Regions from separate parts of the Bombyx mori genome. Here region 1 is linked to region 2. The links are chromatin contacts, called in public Hi-C maps. All regions are on one chromosome and are shown on one strand. Each heading gives the region's core, a stretch centred on a gene start, on an enhancer-like site or on the middle of the called end of the contact. The rest is flanking DNA. Distances are from core to core; before and after follow the strand shown. Region 1 overlaps LOC101741355 (rab GTPase-activating protein 1-like). Region 2 overlaps LOC101741581 (serine/arginine repetitive matrix protein 1).

Region 1 (7,124 bases), core at 343-2,842, 78 kb before region 2:
TTGATTCCAAATTGTAAAAAAATATAATATATTAGTTTACAGTACATATTGCAATGGTCGTTTTATTAACTATATCACAGATGATTTAATTCTCAAGGATTAAACAAAACACTTTATTTGTGGATTCTTGTTGCATATTGTGTACAGTTGTAATTAAAAATATGCTTAAATAAAAAACCAAACTAACTATTAATTTTCCATATTTTTCCTTGGCCCTTGGATATTAGAGCGATATGAAAAAAAAACATGGTAGTGTCATCGGTCCTTGATACATGTGCATCAATTTTAAAGTTAATCCGACGTTTGTGACTTTGTGAAAATGACGTTTAAAGTTTTCGTTAGATATAAACAAACATACTTATGTACATACCGAGCTTAAAAGGGGTATTCGAATTTAAAGAACACATACCAACTTGTAACGAGGTAAATAAATATTGAGCAATATATCGTTCTCGTCGAACCCGTCGCTTGCGATGAAGGGTTCGACGAGTAAATTAAACCACAGACACAGCCCACTGAGTTTCTCGCCGGATCATCTCAGTGGGTCGCGTTTCCGATCCGGTGGTAGATTCTGCGAAGCACTGCTCTTGATAAGGTTAGTGTTGGCAATGTCGTCAGGTTTGAGCCCCGTGAGCTCACTTACCTGTTAGGGTTACGCTAAAATGGCCTCTCAAAGTCATCAGCTCAGGCAGAAAAAAAAGAGCAATAGTCACTTCCTTCATAAAGTAGGTACATATTATACTAATTGTAATAGCGAAGAGACAGGAACAGATAAGGCGGTAGGGAACTTTGATTTAGACAAAAATAACTATTCTAACAGCATGTAATAACTTCGTTTATTGGCGTTAATAAATGAAAGAATCCCCTACAAAATCACTGGAGGCTTAAGAGGCTTTTCCAGCTACTCACGGATCGGTAGGTGAGTTCACGGGATTAACCTGAGAGGATTTGCTAATACTGGCCCTAGCTAAGCTTTGTGCTTCGCTGATTCTACCACCGGATTGAAATCGCGACCCACTGAGAAGATTCGGCGAGAAACTCTGTGGGGTCTATGGGTTAATTTACTCGTCGAACCCTCAAGCGACGCGTTCGACGAAGACGGTGATCGGTTTCTTTGTGTAATGCTGTCATAGCAATACGGCTTTCTATATCACCTTACTCCATCTTGATAATACAAGCATATTTATCTAAACTTACACTAGATTGCGACCCATTGAGAAGATACGATGTGAAAATCAGTAGGTTATGCTTGTGTGTTAAGTTGCATGTGAACTCATCGCCGTATTGGACGAGAATGGTGATTCGTGCAATGTCTCAAAAATGCTCGAGAGTGGATCGGGAGAATCCGAATGACATGCTTAAGGCGAACGGCGTCTGTGTATCGCCCTGTAAGAGTGTTGTTATTGTGTCCCTCTGCCTTTTCGAAAAAGCGTTTCCACGCTGGCTTCGTATACTCATCGATTACAGTTGGAGGTCATTTTGCGATCTATTTTCCTCACAAACTACGGTGTTCCGACGGTTATACTACAAAAACGGATTTGTATAACTAGACTTATCTAAAATTTCCTACACAATAGGGACGGAAAACTTGAATTCGTTGAAAACGACATCTACTGTGAAGTAGCATTATTTTTATATAACTATCCTAGCGACATCTATTTGCGAGTAGCATAAAAGAAATTTGTTTTTTGGCGTGTACAAAGGTCAAAAACAATTCTTTCAGTATTATTTATACGTGATATAAACATTTCATTATCTTTAATTACTCTCTAGAAGACATGTATAAAATTTTAAATGTACATTGTATATTGTGTACAGATCTCTACCAATAAATTTGATATAGGTCGTTACGTCGTATTGAAAGTCCGTTGTTCCTGTTTGAGTATTTGAGTTTTTGGCCCATAAATCGATGCCTCCAATGAACACTTCTCTAACTCAAAATTTTAAAATATTCGTTTTTCACGCAAATCGCTTCACTATGTTAAAAGTATTACAATTAATCATTATTGATGGGGTTCGAAGCAAGAGTAAATCAGTTAGTTACACAAAAAAAACCATAAATATATCTGCAATAATAAAGATTTTATCAACTTTTTTTGCTTAAGCGCTCCTGTAAATCTACGAATTTGGAGTTAGCGTAGTGCTCATTGGAGGCATCGAAATATTATCTTATTTACTTTTGTTTTGTGTTTTGGCCCCTCGCCTCGAAGCAGTGTTAGCTGCGTGACTAATGGCTCGATCACACGTACCGAGCAAACGGGCGAGACAGTGCTCTCGGCCGAGTACTCGGTGCGTATAAACATAGCGCCGAACGAAGTGGCGAGCCAGTAGCTCGGCGTCCGTTCTATTTACTAGGCCGAGTGCTCACCCTCCCGCTTCCCCGCACTGTCTGGCTCGCTCACTCGGCAGGTCTAAATGTGCACTGTCTCGCTACTCGGCCACTTGATTGTTATTACGTTGCCGCGCGTGCCTTTTTGACATATTTATTTCTTTAAAACATCTCCAAATAAAATAACAATACACCATGTCTGAAAATAAAAAATAAATAAAATAAAATAACAATCCAGCGTTTTTTCAACAATTCCTTTAATTTTTCTGCCAATACTGGAATGAGTATGTAACTTTGTATATTTTCTAATAATCTTTTTACGATCCGTATTAAAGTCTCAATAGAACTGAAATGACTGTGCTAATTTCAAAACATGTGTGAACAGCTATTCGCTTACATTACTGTCTCGGCCGAGAAACATTTGACTGTCTCGCCCGTATGCTCGGTACGTGTGATCAAGCCTTAAGCCCCGTCGTTTGGGTTTAAGTGGACTGTATACAGTAATAATTTATAAAAAATGTGAGATGATGCATAGAAGAGACTGAACTAACTTGTCATGGGTTTTCTACGTATTCAAATGGCTTCAGTTTCTTAACATAACGACGACGGAAATGATTGCGAACACCAATACGAACGAGGATTATGTAGCTCGCTTTCAAACATGCGAGTTTACATTCCGGGCTCTACACGCCCTTCCCTGGCTGAAGGGTGTTTCTTCTGGAGACGCCTGGGCCTCTCCGTCCCCTTTCTTCTTCCCCTTTGTTATTTTGGTTCTTTGTTATTTATTCTGTCTTTCTTTCTTTCTGTATTGTTTTTATTTCTGTTTTATTTTTTGTTCTGTTTTATGTTTTGTGGTCACGTATGACGCTTTTTCGGTGTGGTGCACGGGAGATGGTACGCCACTTTTAGTCTGCCTTTTTGATGAAGTAGTGAGCCGGCGTTGCTTACGCATCTTCCGGCCGCTGATCGCCATGTCCCCGGCTTCGGCTATAGGGGACTGCCCAGAGGGGGTACCGGTATACCGGCGTGGCTTCGTTGTTGTTCCTCTCAAAGTCGGAGAGTTCCGGGCAACATACTCCGGAACCCGGACGGCGTGGGCGCATTGCCCCATCGCAACGGCAAAACTCCAGGCCAACGCGGGACCTACTACAACACGGACCTAGTACAACGCGAGACCCACTACAACGCGGTACCTACTACAACGCGAGGCCCACTACAACGCGAGGCCCACTACAACGTGGGACCTACTACAACGCAGACCTACTACAACGCGGGCCTACTACAACGCGGGACCTACTACAACGCGGGACCTACTACAACGCGGGACCTTCTATGACGCGGGGCCTACTACAACGTGGGACTTACTACAACGTGGGACCTACTATAACGCGAGACCTACTACAACGCTGATCTACTACAACGCGGGACCTACTACAACGTGGTACCTACTACAACTCGGGACTTACTACACGCGGATCTACTACAACGCGGGACCTACTATAACGCGATATAATATCTATAATCTCCACTATAATCTCCTCTGTAGGTCACGATTCCAATTTGGTGGTAAATACTGCGGAGCACTGCGCTTGCTAAGGCCAGCGTTAACAACCCTCTCAAGTTGAAACCGCGTTCTTACCTACACGTATGGTGAAGCTTTTTTTTTGGGCCGGGGGCCGAACCTCCTACGAAGTTCCCGCCCTAGGGGGCGCGCGGGGTATGTGGGACTTGACGATCTGCAAAGTGTTGGGGGCAGACCGCGGGCCCAAGGAATTTTAGGGCCCACCCACTAAACGACTCCCCTGCACTCTTACACCCGACTTCCGATCTCCGTCCGGGGTCAAAACCCGGTCAGAGTAGGGGGTTCCCGTGGTCAACACTACAACCAGACACGCGGCGCAACCCCTAGGACGCCCGACCGACGGGTCGTCGAGGCGATAGTCGACGACCAACGACGTCGGTCTTCGCGGTACGGCGGGCTACCAGGCCGCCCGGGCGATGCCGTTGGTGTTTCGGGATACCCCGCTGGGCCAGAACCAGCCTGCCAGGTTGGAACGCGATACACCGCCGACCGGGTTGCTCTTCCACAGTATGTTGGGCGACGACAGCGACGACGAAAATGCGGACCGCATCGCAGTCCTCAGCCGCCGACGCGTCGTCCCGTCCTCCTGGTGCCAGCGCGCTAGAGTGACGGTAGCGTGCGGCGTAGCCTTAACCCCCTTAGGTCGCCCCGTGACCATCACCGGGAGGAGACTGCCTCCTCATAGATGTACGGTGAAGCTAGCATAACCCTTCGAGGTTACTAGCAATAGATAGGCAAAAAAAATGCAACAGCAACAGCAGAATTATATTAGTTTTGGGATATACCATACGGAAGGCGGTTAGGTTGGTAATTAGTTTTATATATGAACATCTATATATACTCATAAACGAATTCACGTCCCGCAGTGTACAAACAGATTATTTGACGATACGGACGAATCATATTATCTCTTGTCACTCACGTCGCTCGAACATAACTAAGTTCAAAATGTCGCTGTTTGAATACATTATATTTTATTTGCAAGCACTCTCGTTATAATTATGGAATCGTGCCAAACGTGGGCCCACGCGCCGTCGACCGCTCACGGCAGCCAGCATGTCGTGACGTACTCCATTGATCATAAACAGACAACTTATTTCGAGATCGAAAACTTCGTTACAAATAAATCGTGGCCAAGAGGCCTTTTCGGTTTCACCAGGACAGGTGGGCGAGAAAAGGCTCAGCCAGGGGAAATAAGTCTAGACTAAGTACATCTTTAATTATATTAAAATATATGAGGTTCAAGTAATTTCTTTAAATTTAATAATGACGTAAAATAAAGCTTTCATACAAAAATATGTGAGGACAGGACCTTATTAATATTAATTAAGTTTATTACATACAAAAAGTAGCAAAAGTACTCCGGAAGTCACGATTATTAATAAAATAAAATAACAAAAGGCAGTCTCATAGATCAAAGCCATATCTTGTTGGATAGAGCATGAAAATTTTACTGTTATGAAAAAAAAGATTGCAGTGTGCGACAAAATTACTAATTAAGTGATCACAAAATATGTAAGTATACCTACAATAATCCCACATACAAGATTTCATTGTAAATTACATAAAATCTCTTCTTAACCTATTTATAAACGACCAGAACACATTGATGGCTAAGTAATTTGAAGCAGTCTGCTCATTTGAAAATTTCCGATGTTTCGAAAAAACCTTTAAAAAAATACATGGGTTTTGTTGATCAGAAAATATTTTAAAAAGTATATATTTATTTGTAAATATCTAACGAAGCCTTTTTCAAAGGAAAGACTCAAATATGTGGTCACAGTTGAACAGATGCAGTCGCCCTAATCCGTGTGAAAGGAAGCCGTTCCGGTAATATACCCTTAGGGTACTGAACCTACGTAGGGGCGTTGCTAAGACACGTAAACTTCACACTCTACCGAGTTCCCATAAGGAGAATGTCTAGTACGTTTAGTCTGGTATAGTTGTTGAATATATGAATGAAATCTAGCAAATTAACTTCGAACTCTGTAACTGTCCCATGTGTATTTTTGTTTGTAGACACATCAGCGACAGTCAGGTGCGTGTCTTTACTTAAATAATCGTAATGCAGCTCCAAGTGGGGCAAGTACTAATGTTTATTCTATTTCGAAATTACACCAAATTAGTTTGAATTCGATCTATTCTGTAGTCATTTAAACTTTTAAAGTGAACGTGTCAACGTACACGTGTTGAAGGCCTCAAGTTTAAAACATAAATGCATTCTGAATGAAGTTAGCTGCAAAAGGTCTCTAAAGTACTATTTTTTCTGATCTCGAAGACCTTTGCCATTTGTTGGCGCGGATCTATCCTCAAATTATATTTCTCACCTGCGCTAACTTCAGAAACGTATTTATGTTTTGCGCGTACTAAAACGAATAGCATGAGCTGTAACTAACAGGTACCTTCCTTTTTACCTTATTTTCCGAATATACTTATATAATGTAGTTTTCTCCTAACACCATAAGACTAAAGTAATGGTGACGCAAAAATTGCATTTGACCATCGAGATATTACGTACTGCATTTGAACAATATTTTTCTTTTCATTTGTACTAAAAACTGTCTTGAGTATTTTTACTAAATCTATCGAATTTGTCGTCCATAGAGTCGTTCAGACAGACCTGTAGGTGGAATCATTTGAAACCTAGAAGTCAACGGAGGGACTTCTCTATACACTTCTTGCGTTGATAGTACTCTGCAGAATTGCTTAAAATGATCCCATCACATATTTCAATAATCGCACCACCCGCCATCGAAGCAAAGTTCATCCTTACTTGAAACAGTGCTCATCCAGTCTATTTTTAGATATATTTTGCCATGTACCGTCCGGCTTCGGAATTAACTCTCCTCCACGATGTCTCCCGATCGCTATGACATATCCAAGCGAGGATAAAAAATAACCCTAAAGGGTAGGCAGGGGCTTAGCTATGCTCCTGGCATTGCTGTCATGAGCCCCACTCAATATTAGGTCGGCTGTATGATCGTTTACATTGTAGGGGAGAAAAAAAAACAAAAAAACATCTGACACAGAGCGCGTTTGACAGCTGCTCAGGAAAAATGTAGGGTACTATAAAGAATGACAAGAATTTATGTGTAGCAGATGAATGTTTACCGTTTGCGTTAATAAGCATTGTTCACCTTTCCGTCTTAAATATGAAGTATCTATCTATGCCTTTCAGCTCCGAGGACTGTTATTATTGGATTGGATGATTTC
Region 2 (7,830 bases), core at 1,640-4,139:
AAAATAAAGCAAAAGAGATAGTTACATAACAGAAAATGAATGAAATTTTGAGGTCACACTATACATGTTCGAATTTCGATCTTCGGTCAAGACTACTTAAATCTATTTATCGAAAAGCACAACTGGAACGTATCAGCGGTAATGTAAATCACATCATAATGTTATTAAATATTTGTTATACCGTTATTATACGTAACGAAAACAGATATGATAAAATGTAGCGCGAGCTTACGTCGAAATAACATTGCCGATTCACTTGGCAAAACTACAAGAAAATCATTGTGCATACGCAAATCGATTTACAACAACGAATCCTAATTCGAAATCGTAAATAATATTCCCACAGCGCTCGACCCGAGAATCAAACCGTTACAACACATGTCGGACAGGTGGACAATCCTTATTGTGTGCTGAATAACAAATGATGAAGCGGCTCCAAATCGCTTTGAGATCCGCCTCTGACACTGCCACACCTGCCCACCGTATTCTAATTATTGTAATCCTGTGTTTGTTTACAGAATTAATTCACGACATGACCCGATGAGACATTTATTCAGCTTAGAAATGTCATGATTGAACTTTTTATAGTCCACGCTAAACCCGCCGATACTAAAACGGATTTATCATACAGTTAATCATGGTTGTGCTTTCCTGATTGAAGGATCGAACAAAAGTATACAATACACTAATATTCGACCGTAGATCTGAAGGTGAATGGCGACATTATTGTGACAATCTACCCGTCTCCATACGATTCCATGGGTTGTTATTTAGTAAATTTTATAATTTCTATTCATCGGAAACCGTAAATCGACATATCGACTCGCTCATCACGAGATCTCGTATTTTTGAGTGTTTAAAAAACCGTTTGCGATGTAGGCGTTCATTGTATTTCGGAATTCGCTTAGATTCTGTCCAGAATGGATTATTACTCTGCCGTCACTCAATTTTATGTTTTTTTTTTAAAGGGATTTTATGACCTGGTATCTAAAACCTTTAGGTCATGTCTTATTTTAATTTATATTCTTATTTTTATGAAAAATGATATGTAATATGGAGTGAAATGAAACGAAGATGATTAATTTGAGACATCAATCAACTGGGATGAAATTAAATGAAATGAGATGAGATGATATGGGATGAAATTTAATCTCAGTAAAATGGTGGTCATTTACTGAGATTTTTTCAGTGGACTTTTTGGAGAATCCCGAGAAGTTACGTACAGCGGTTTTGTTTCATTTTCCCACATTTGTGCACTTTCACAGATATTAAACGGTTAATAAACCACCGTTATTACACATTTAAACCTGAAGAAACACTAAATAGAAAAAATTAAACAAATCACACAACTTCACTCCTCGCATTCCCGCCAAAAAGTTCCACTCAAATGTATAAAAGGGTTGCCATGGTAACCGTTGTTGTTTGCGGACCAGTGACGCGCGCCTGAAATCGTGATTCACGTCTAAAATAAAACAAAAAAATTAATAATTAAAAACACATTGAATTATGCAATTTTATACAAGTAAATATGTATTTTATCAGTAATATAAATTAACGTCTTGTCTGATTTTTAACAATTAATGCAATTTTGCATTTTGTTACTCATAAATCTAAAAAGTCGATTATTCATTCGTGATTTTGTATGCATTTAAATAAAATATTAAATAGCAGAGAATTATTACTCCGTTTCGCTACTTTACAGCGTTGAACTAAGCAGCGATCAATCCGGTATATTTATATTTCCGGTTAGAAATTAAAACAGACGCCAAGCAAAAAAGTTGCTACCAGCTGTTCATCATTAACCTAGAAACCTTTAAGCTTATCGTCACTAAGTTAAAGTTATAATTACCAAAAGACTTGGCAATTACTGTCTATCTAATAGAGAGCATGTACGTTAAGGACAAGAATAAAACAATACGAAATTGACTGTTGTCGTTTTACTAGTTTGCTACTGACAGCGCCATCTGTTGATAGGTTGTTGTATACAATCGGTAGCTTTATTTTTCTGTTTACTTTTCTGTTTAGAAATAAGTAATTTCATAATTTTGTTAATTGTTACCAAAATATAAATGTCATGCTGGGTCTAAATCTATAAATTATGTTGTTTTTTCCACAGGTGATAATGGCAGTACTCACGCTTTGTACCTCGAAACTATAGTCGAGGAGACAAGCGATGATTTGCGCTCCGAAAAATCTTCGGGTGGAACATGGCTGTCCGACTCGGACGCAGATTCCGTCATTCATGTACCAGCAAATGCAGGTCTGTATTAAAAATAATAATTTTTAAATAAACTATGGCCATCTAGTGGGGAGTAGCAATTTTTTTTAAACATTTTCCCACGTCAGCTGATAGATGGCGCTGTTTTTCGGCACCTTAAGAATTTTCATTTAAAATAGACTAAATAAAAAATAAGCTTTTGTTACAAATACGAAAACTATAAATACGAAATATGTATTATTTTTGTTATATTTACTAATTACTTATTAGTATTTGAAAACAATGAGATCTGGTTTTGTTAAATTTGTGTCAATGACGTGAGAGACGAATCTTTTGGACAACATCCAAGATAATGATCACACATTCTAATTCGTTGTCATTGTCACTGTCGCTGTCTGAACGTAGCGACGTTTCTACGTTGTTGCAAGTCACAGTTTATACGTGCTTAACGTGGTGTCTCTTCACCAGGGTCAGAGTGCGACAGCGAGTCAGAGCGCGAGTGGGCTTGTCCGGCGAAGCGACGACGCCGCGAGCGGGACTCCTCGCCCGCAAGCTCCGACTCACTCTCGCGCTCCTCGAGCCTCGCTCAATTCGAGTCACTCGAAAGGTCATGCGCGGCTCCCGCCTCGCCGAGCCTGTCGCCAGACTCCCTCGAGTCTCCTCCACCGTCTCCTCCACCGACGCGAGTGCCTGCAACCCGAACCCATTTGTCTGCCGAAAACCTGAGCGAGGACAGTGGATACAGCGAGAGATCTCGACGGCCGCCCCCACCCGCACATCGGCGTCCTCCCGAAATAGCGCAGCAGGCGTCCGTCGGTGCCGGCAGCGAACCCTGCCTCGCTATCTCACCCAGTCCTGAGCGCCGGCCTCCCCGCACCGCGCGCGCTCTGTCGCTCCCCGCGGAGCTCGACGTGTGCGCTGAGCCGCGAAGACACGCCGGGCATCGTTCGCGTTTCCGACAAAGTTTCGAAGTGAGCGACAGCCTCACCGTCAGTGTGGCCGACCTCACCGCCCTCGACTACAGGGGCGGAACGCGGCGTCCGCGCTTGCCGCCTCCGCCACCTCCGCCCCGCGCACCGCGACACCCTCCTCCTCCGCCTCCACCTCCTGTTGAAAAGGATATCAGCCATGAATCAGTATCGCCCATTCGAGAACCAAGCGCTGGAAGCGATTCCACCACAGAGTCTGAACGTGCCTTCGCGAGAGAAATGGAACTAACAGCTCGACGTCTCGACGAAAGTGCGAGAAGAGTTCTCTCCGAAACCGGCGACTATGACAGAGAATTGTCTGTGCTGACAGCGAAAAGGATGCGCGACTCGTGGGGTGCCTGGGACGACGTTCTCGACGAGCTGCGAAGACGTATAGAACCGTCTTCTCCAACACCGTCACCTCCACGATCACCATCACCGGATCCCGTGCGACAACCAGCTTTCACATCTACTCCGCTAAGATCACCCAGTGACGCGCGGGTACGATCGACACCGGAGCTACGCGCTCGCGCTACTCCTCATCGTGAGACACCGGAAGAGCTACGAGCCTCTCTGCAGTTAGTAGCCACACCACCGCCTGGCACGGGGCCTCCCGCGCGATCCGTATCGGCAGGGTCGAAAGGAGTCACGTTCTCTCCGGTAGTTGCAGAAGTAAGTTGGCGTGAGACTAGTACAAGCACAACCGAGAGCGAATCGACGGCGAGCGATGACGCCGATGACGCAGAAGTCGAAGTGGTCGTGGAGGGGGGAAGCGAAGAGCCGCGCGCGCCGGCCTCAGATCGTTCCACTGCCATGACGGAAGCGAGCGCGCGCGCGCCGCGCGGCCGAATCGCGGGCTTCTTATCGCGATTCGCGAATTTCCGATTTTCCGGGCGCAAAGAGAAAAAAACGAGGGGCGCAGGCGCGAACGGTCGACCACCCGCCGGCGGTCCGGCACTAGCGGCAGACGCGGGGCAGGCAGGGCGCGCGGCGGGCGCCGGGCCGCAGTATGTGCGTATTCCACTGAAAGAAGAGGGTGTGTCGCGCACGGCGGCACCCCCGGCTGCGGGCGGCGTGGCGCACAAGCCGCCGCGGCCGCGCCCGCCGCCTGCTCCGGCGGCCGGCGTGCTGGAGACGGACGTAGACACGCAGCGCACGGTGCTGCACGCGCGCTCGCTGCTGGCACTGGCGCCTCCTGACCAGCGCGCCCCTCGCCCTCACAAGTCGATGGAGTTCCTGCTGGACAAGGAGAGTGCTCAAGCAGTGCAGGTTGGTTTGTTACATATACTAATTTCACAATAACTCGAGTCAATCACCGGCATTGCAATGTTTACAAACAGAGCGATCGATACCGGGCCACAGCTCAACATAGTACCTATAAAGGTATCTAAAAAGACGCACAATGTATTGTTGTACGAATATTGCATCGCATAGCATCACGCGCACTAACGGTACGCGTGCCCTCGGTAACGTGCTGACCCGAAACCGAATTGGAAATCTGTCGTCCTAATCAAACACTTCTATAACGTCGGATATTGTATAGTCAAAATGTTAACACGCAACGTTTTTGGGGAGAGGGACTCCGGTCCCCCGAGACTAATTATATAAGCACGATATTAACATGTAGCCTATTAAACAGGACAGAGGTGAAAGTGTCACATCGCATAGACAACGCCATATCCAGACATGAATGGTAGGCGTTACTGCTACATTATCATTATGACGCATACGCAGAGACATCTATTCGCATATACTGTTAACTTGTTTATTTACACATGGCGTTAGAAATACGTAGACGCTTAAAAAAAACCTATCGATTACGTCAGAAATGCTCTAATATATGAACCTGCAAAAACCACACAAAACAATTCGGTAAACTGACGCCAAACAACGATTTTCTTTACAATGCAACCGTTGCAATACAAAACGCTTGAAGGTACTTAAAGTTTTTACGGACCTTTTTTTTTACTAAACATTCCATTAAGCTTCGGAGAGCGACAATAAACTATTTAAATAGTTTAGTGGGAACAGAAAGAATATGCAAGTGGGTCTCGCGCGCTGTTCTTAGCAGATTATAATAACTCGACGTCAAATCTATACATATAAATAAAATTGGTGTGTCTGTTTGTAATATTGAAATAACCGCTTTTTACTACATGCATGTGAATATATACCTATACGGTACATACACCAAAATATATTTTTTTACAATTTTTGTCTGTCTTTCTGTCTGTTTGTTTGTTCCGGCTAATCTCTAGAACGGCTGGACCGATTTTGACGGGACTTTCACTGATAGGTAGCTGATGATATAAGGAATAACTTAGGCTACTTTTTTAGACTAGCTTCGCCGCAATAACCGCGGGTAACATCGCGGGACTCAGCTAGTAGTAAATAAGTCTAATATCGCTTTTGGAATACGGAATTTTATCAATGTAAAAAATACATACCCCGATACGAAAACTTCGTCTTTTTGTAAGTAATCAATTAAAACCTATAAACATATTTTTAATTAGAAGTAACAGTTATCATGTCTACGAAGTGATAAATTCATCTGTTATCTGGGATAGCGGTTGTTTTATTATTCTTCTAGTCAGCACTGCTACGGGACGAAGCGGTTTGGGACTATTTTGGCATGGCACAAATCGAATTATTCTGGGACATTACATTACATTATTTAAAGCCTTTGCAAAGTTAAATAATTTCAAATGTATTTATTTAACTTTAAATAGCTCTTAGTCCTTTAGTCCGCGATCACGAAAACAAAGCAAACTAAGTAAAGTATTCGAATTACCCCAACTGAAATTCTGTCGGATCTTCTCAGTGGGTCGCGTTTCCGATCCGGTGGTAGATTCTGCGAAGCACTGCTCTTGCTAGGGTTGGTGTTAGCAAACTCTCTCAGGTTGAGCTCGTGAGCTCACCTACTCGTCCGCGCGTAGTTGAAATAGCCCTTACCAAACATTCATCATCATCATCTTAGGCCTTACAGCCCAGGGTGGGCCTTAGCTTGGTCCAGTATGTCTCTCCAGACTGCTCTGTTCAGGGCTTTCTCCTTCCAGTTCCTGACACCGATAACTTTGAGGTCGTGCTCAACGCCATTCAACCATCGGAGTTTGGGTCTGCCACGATTTCTGCGGCCCTCTCTCCGGTTTGCCATAGAGCATTTGTCTTGTAATTCTGGTCTCCTTCATTCGAACTACATGTCCTGCCCATCGTAGGCTTCCAATTTTATATAGTTTTTTTATGATATTAGGATCCTTGTAAATATCATACAATTCGTGGTTATAGCGCGTCCTCCGTATATCGTTTCTTACCAAACATTAGGGAGAGAAAAAAAAGTCGGAAATATTACAACGGCAATAAGAATTGCGAAATTAAATCGTAAAAATAGTTTTAATTATGTTTACGACTAAAAAACCGAAAAAGCTACTACTATATGTTTTAAATAATGTTATGCGAACGAGAGAGAATAAGCTGGATATAGGTCAAAATTGCAGCGTTTGTAACTTGAAGTATGTCAAATGTATAGAGAAGGCTGCGTCGCCGCCTTAAACAACTGTTTCATTCGAGAACTCATAATTACATATTGCGTCTTCACTCGATTCCCACAGCGCAATTACTATGTCACATTAAAACGTGTGATGTCACTTATTATGGCTTCAAACTGTTTCCTCGTGCGTTATTTTACCTTCAGTTACATCATTTGAGATACTCTGTTCAGTTACGTAAAGTATATAGGCAAATAGGTAAATGTTATTGAAAATAATTTTGAGATAAAATACAGAACACAAAATTTAAAGTAAGGCTTTATTAATTACATGTGGGTCTTATTGCGTCCGGGCGATTGAAATACCTTAAGAACCCTTTTTTGGTTGTTCTATATTTATAGTTATACATAGCTACCTATAAAATTTTGAGAGTTATGCATATGATATCCGTGTTTAGTAATAGTAGTAGTAGTTCCATTTTTCCATCTGGAAAGGCGAAGGTATCATACCATACAGCCTAATGTTTTATCTCAATTAATATAATGCCGAACAGAATCAAATCCATAAAACAATAATTTCACAATAGGTACATAATCAGATGATAGTTTGATTAATAGTAGTTCGATTTTATCAACAGCAAACGCAAAGGCCATACAACCAAATTTTTGTATATTCTTTTAAATGAAAAATTATATTATTAAGGAATAAAATGAACTGAAGTTGATTTATTTGAAATACAGTCTCAGTTGCGATGAAATTAAATGAAACGAGATGAAATTGAATAAAGTCTTAGTAAAATGATAAATTCCGTAGACTTTTTGGACGAACCCGATAACTTACGTCCAGCAGCTTTATTTCATACATCTTCAATAAATTAATGACATTTTTTTTCTTTCAAAGCAATAGAATAGTTTTTGTGTACTTAAAGAATAAGCACATGGTATGCAGCAAACGTGCCTTCCTCGATGAAGATAAAACAAATTCAGTACAAAGTAGTTTATTTTTAATTAGCGATTTGCACGTGTTTCTAGAAACAATCGTTCTTTTTACTAGTCATGGCTGAGACCAGATTAAATAACTACATTGTATTGCGTTATTATTATTTTTTATTGCTTATATGGGTGGACGAGCTCACAGCCCACAGTTTTAGACTGGTGGT

Evidence for each region. Hi-C and Micro-C count contacts between places; a contact is called where the count stands out from the background.
Region 1: a contact with region 2 is called in a Hi-C map of whole pupa, with 5 times the contacts expected there. The contact joins two enhancer-like sites. A contact is called at or near these places in 6 of 7 Hi-C or Micro-C datasets (middle silk gland, midgut, an unstated tissue and 1 more).

What each region holds. Positions count from the first base shown.
Region 1 is chr15:3,801,554-3,808,677 of ASM3026992v2, reverse strand. It overlaps LOC101741355 (rab GTPase-activating protein 1-like), which reads left to right. Exons shown (of 26, transcript XR_009974959.1): 26 at 1-54. Among protein-coding and RNA genes, the nearest start is that of LOC101741581, 33 kb to the right of the region's middle. Within about 2 kb of position 1,592, at least 6 of the 8 cell types and tissues checked have open chromatin away from gene starts, as enhancers often do.
Region 2 is chr15:3,723,925-3,731,754 of ASM3026992v2, reverse strand. LOC101741581 (serine/arginine repetitive matrix protein 1) reads left to right here. Exons shown (of 11, transcript XM_012692467.4): 2 at 2,117-2,260; 3 at 2,687-4,455. Among protein-coding and RNA genes, the nearest start is that of LOC101741581, 44 kb to the left of the region's middle. Within about 2 kb of position 2,889, at least 8 of the 8 cell types and tissues checked have open chromatin away from gene starts, as enhancers often do.